2 separate regions of the Gossypium arboreum genome follow, and region 2 is linked to region 1. A link is a contact called in public Hi-C data. All regions are on one chromosome and are shown on one strand. Each heading gives the region's core, a stretch centred on a gene start, on an enhancer-like site or on the middle of the called end of the contact. The rest is flanking DNA. Distances are from core to core; before and after follow the strand shown. Region 1 holds the start of LOC108462490. Region 2 holds the start of LOC108450779 (2-methylpropanoate--CoA ligase CCL4-like).

Region 1 (2,608 bases), core at 53-2,552:
TCTCCTTTCAAGATTGACAAACAGTACTTGGAGATTTCAAAGTCAACAATATGCCAGCATTTCTAATAAAAACTGCTGGAAATCCATCAATACCCGGAGCCTTTAAAGGTGCCATTGCCATGATAGCATGCTTAATATCAACCTCTAAAAAAGGACGAAGCAATTTCTCATTCATGCTATGTGAAATCTGCTTCTCTACCAAGCCCAACAGTCGCTCGTCATGACCAGAATTAGAAGCCGAAAACAAATTCTCAAAAAATCTCAAAGCAAGCCGAAGCATTCCCACATTCGATGAAACCCAATGACCATTTTCTTCTTCCAAGCCCATAATCCTACTTCGTTGAAAATGCTAAACCGTAATTTTATGAAAATAGTTGGTGTTTCTATCTCCATTTTGCAACCAATTGGCATGAGCCCGTTGCCCCCAGAAAATTTCTTCTTTGTCAATCTCCAAATTAATGCCAATTTGGGCCTCAATGATTTCGACAAGAACCTCATCAGAAGGATCCTGGTCATAAACTTCATGTAAACGCTCTTCAAAATCCCTATGAATTGTTTTTTGATCCCAACTCCTAGACCGACTCCACTGCTGAAAACGTTTCCCCAAAAGCATGAACTTATTTGGGACAGTTTCAGTTATATCTTCCCAACTCCTTTGTACCATAGCCTCAAAATCATGTTCTAGACACCATTTCACTTTAAAACGGAAACTTCTGTTCCTAGAACGCTGAAACTCACCACCCCGCCCACGTGTGTCCAACAGAATCGGGCAATGATCCAAAAATGAGTGACTCAAATGCTCCAAATGGTAACTAGGAAAAAGAGACATCCAATCTTGAGTCGCTATTCCCCTGTCCAGATGCTCCCGAATATTGGTAGCCAAAACACGACCGTGCTCCCATGTAAACCACCCACCAAAAAATCCCAAATCAATAAGCCCGCAGTCCTCCAACACTTCTCGAAAATCAACATTTGACGTTCTCAACGAAGTCGGCCACCCTGCTTTTCAAAAGAATGCATAATCTCATTGAAGTCCCCAACCACAATCCAAGGCAACATTTGGTCATTCCCCAACTGACAAAGTAACTCCCATGATATTGCTCTATTTCATTCATCTAGATTCCCATAAAACCCCATAAGACGCCAAACTTCACCGCAAGCATTATCATGAACCTCAACGTCAATATGAAAAGAAGAATAACTCTGAAGCCAAATCAAGGAATTTTGTTTCCAACCTAACGATAGACTACCTTTAGATCCCGACGCACCAACATTAATACCATTTGCAAATCCACACTTCATTCACACCAACTCCATCTTCTTTGAACTTAATTTTGTCTCTATAAGAAACAAAATCTGGGGATTAATGGCTCGTAATTTATTTTTGAGCCTACTAACAGTCTGCGGTCTCCCCAAGCCGTAGGCGTTCTAGCTTATGATTTTCATTACAGAGCCACCGCTAAAATCATTGAGTCTTCTTCAGCAACATCCCCTACGACATGAGTTGAATCCCCCACTAACCTTTGTCGTTTCTTTCCTTCCAAAGAAACTAAGGGATCATTTTCTTCGGTCAACACCCCATCCATGGGCCCACTATCATTTTCAACCCCAATTAATTCCATACTATTATTATTTCGCCAGGTATTCTTATCTACTTTAAAAGAAATATTCTGTCCAGATTTTAAAGAGATAATATTAGATTTATCCAATTGATTCCCCATCACCCTCCTTAAATTACACCCAGCATCAAGTTCTCTCCCTCGAATTTGGGTCGTGGGATTTCTTGCCAAAACTGCAGTATGGCATTCTAAACCGTCAGGTTCTCGAAGCCACCTACTCACCATAGGATTCCGCTGATGCCCCACCACTCGTAATGAAATGTCCCAACCAAAAATTATTTTTGATGGATCCAGGCTGGTACGAAAAGGACAAAAACTCTTTCTGTGTCCCAGTCTACCGCAAATAAAGCAAAAGAGGCTCAATTTTTCATACTGGAAACAAGCATAAACTGTACCTTCCTTATCGATTTGAATCTTCTTTTTCCTTTGCAATTGGAGAGACACATCCAACCTAACTCGAATACGCATAAATTTATTAATCCCTATAGTTGGAATAGAGGTGTCGTACTCAAGAAACTGTCCCAAAAACTCTCCAAACTGTATTGCATTGTTTCCGTCATCAACCTTAGTGGCAAGTCGTGTATTTGAACCCAAAATTCAGTTAACAATAAAGGAACAACAGCTGGATCTTCCCCCTGTTAGATTCTACGAAGAATAATCAGATGATTATTGAAAACCCATGGTGTCCCCGAAAGCACCCGATGAATGTCCACTTCATGAAAAAATTAGAAAAGAAACATTTTTTCCCCAAGATTCGAAATGAAAATTCCCTCAATCGGATGCCAAAGATAAACTATAGTATTGCGCAAGGAAGGGAAGTGGATGATACTATCAGTCAAGCATCACCCCACTAAACAAAATTGATAACTCCGATGCACTGACGAAATTTCCCCATGGAAAGCCTCCTCCACTTCGTCAAGAAGATTAAGATAGCTAAACCCTCTTCCATCACACAGAAAAAACCTAGAGAAAAAGCTCCAGTCCCAGAC
Region 2 (2,608 bases), core at 79-2,578, 460 kb before region 1:
AGAAGTGGATCTTTGGCTTTAACAGATTCTTCGGGAGTTGTTCAGTGTTCGAGGCTGAATTGTGAGGCATCTTAGATGGCTTAGGCATCTTAGTTGATCGAGGATATGATAATATAATGGTTCAGACAGATAGCCTTGAAGTGGCCAATACCTTAAAGGAGGGATTTACAGGAGGGTCTAACTTTGCTTTGATTAGGAGGATTATTCAGTTGTTTTCTCGAATTCAACATTAGAGTATTTGCCATTTCCTTAGAGAAGAGAACTAAGAAGCTAATTGACTGTTCAAATTGGTTCACTTGGATAGTCAATGATTACAAGTTTTTGAAGTCTCCCGTTTGAGGGATTGCGTTTTGTAATGTAATTTGTTTTTTTTAATTCTTCTTTATCACAAAATATATATAATTTTTCAATTTTATGTAGCTATTATTAAATGTGATACACAAATGTATATTATTGTAAATATGTAAACTAATTATAGTAAATGTATATTAAGTAATTATGATTAATTATATTATGTGAACTAATTATGGTTAATATATATTAATTGATTATGGTGAATTTATATTAGATAAACAAATTATGGTAAAACTATATCAAGTAATTAACTATTTACTAAATATGTTTAAACATTAATGTAGGTTCTAACTAATAATACATATTAACTTAATTATGGTAAATATTATGCATAATAGTGGGTCCTATTACTATTTTAATATCAAAATTAATGATGTGTCAACCAACTACAGATGTCATTTGTTATCATTTTAGATATGCCATGTAGGATATTTTCCTCCTTTGCTTCAATATCTTACTTTCAAAGAATGGTCCAATTATGAATTCTATCCTTTTATTTTATTAAAATTAATAAGTTAGTCCCACTATTTTAATTTGTCAAAATTTGAGCTTTGTACTTTACGAAAACTAAAAAATTAGTCTAGTTGTTGGTAAATACATGAAGTTGAACCACTATTTTTTTGCTAATTTGCTCGATATAGATTGTTGAATTATTGATTTTAATTATTTTGTGCATATGAATTACAAAAATAGATGATTTTAAGATTAACAATTCAAAGGCAATGTGTAATAGTGTTACCTAATGAGACTAAATTATTAGTTTTTGTAAAGCAAATTAAAATATAAGAATTAAGTCAACAACCTCTTAACCCAATGGAAAAAATATTATGTTATAAATATAAGAGTTTAGGCTTGATCTGAAGTAACCTCATTCCCCTTATGTAATTATATAAAAAGAGGGCTAAAATGTCAATTTCAGTAAAATAGAGGGATGCATTCATGATTAGACATTTTCAATCACTGATAAGCTATACAAATACCGAGATCCTTTGACTTCGAGACTCACTTTAGAACACCACACAGGAGGAGCTTTAATTAGTCGCCTGTTTCTTCCCTTGTTTTTCTGTTTGAACAATCAAATCTAATCTGTGTTCCGTTTATGTTGTTCAAAATTTAATTTGTGTTTACTTGTAACTATTGAATCTCTATCGTTACACACCCACAAAACGCACCTCTAAAAGGTTATAAGGAAAAAAAAAAAAACCAAACCACCTGCGTTTCAAGGAGGAAAATTAATGGAAGAGCTAAAGTCAAGGCCCACAAATTCTTCCCCTCTCACCCCACTAGGCTTCTTAGACAGAGCAGCCACAGTGTACGGTGATTGCACCTCCATCATCTACAATAATACTTCCTACACTTGGTCTGAAACCCACCGGCGATGTCTCCAGTTAGCTTCTTCCCTCTCCTCTACCGGCATCAAAACCGGCCACGTCGTTTCCGTTTTAGCCCCCAACATCCCAGCAATGTACGAGCTTCATTTCGCTGTTCCCATGTCTGGTGCTGTCCTAAACAGCATCAACACCCGCCTTGATGCCCGCACTGTCTCCATCCTCCTATGTCACGGTGAATCAAAGCTCCTCTTTGTCGATACCCTTTCTCAGTCTCTGGCCTTGGAAGCCATCTCTTTGTTTCCTCCCAACGAAACCCCCCCACTTCTGGTCTTAATCAAAGATGATGAGGATGATGGTGTGAGTTCCACACTTGACTCTCGCTTCTGTTGCACGTATGAGAGTCTGGTGGTGAAAGGCAACCCTGGTTTCAAGTGGATTCGGCCTGAAAGTGAGTGGAATCCGATTGTTTTGAACTATACATCAGGTACCACCTCGTCTCCTAAAGGAGTGGTTCATTGCCACAGGGCAGTTTTCACCATCACCGTTGATTCTTTAATCGATTGGGAAGTTCCAAAACAACCTGTTTATTTATGGACACTCCCAATGTTTCATGCTAATGGGTGGAGTTTCACTTGGGGGATGGCTGCCGTCGGTGGAACTAATATTTGCGTTCGAAAATTCGACGCCCCAATCATCTATAATTTGATCAGAAAACATGGCGTCACTCATATGTGTGGAGCCCCCGTGGTGCTTAACATGTTATCAAATTCTCCTGAAACTAAACCACTCCAAAATCCAGTCCAAATCCTCACCGCTGGAGCTCCACCGCCAGCAGCGGTTCTTTCCAGGACCGAGTCACTCGGTTTCATAGTGAGTCACGGGTACGGGTTAACCGAAACGGGAGGACTGGTTGTTTCTTGTGC

What was found. Hi-C and Micro-C count contacts between places; a contact is called where the count stands out from the background.
Region 2: a Hi-C map of leaf shows a contact between it and region 1, with 4 times the contacts expected there. The contact joins the promoter of LOC108450779 here to the promoter of LOC108462490 in region 1. A contact is called at or near these places in 2 of 5 Hi-C or Micro-C datasets (both in leaf).

The regions. Positions count from the first base shown.
Region 1 is chr10:53,472,541-53,475,148 of ASM2569848v2, reverse strand. LOC108462490 reads right to left here and starts at 1,302. Exons shown (of 2, transcript XM_017762431.1): 1 at 1,251-1,302; 2 at 350-999. The coding sequence starts at 1,302. The coding sequence ends at 350.
Region 2 is chr10:53,930,897-53,933,504 of ASM2569848v2, reverse strand. It overlaps LOC108450779 (2-methylpropanoate--CoA ligase CCL4-like), which reads left to right and starts at 1,328. Exons shown (of 1, transcript XM_017748544.2): 1 at 1,328-2,608. The coding sequence starts at 1,590.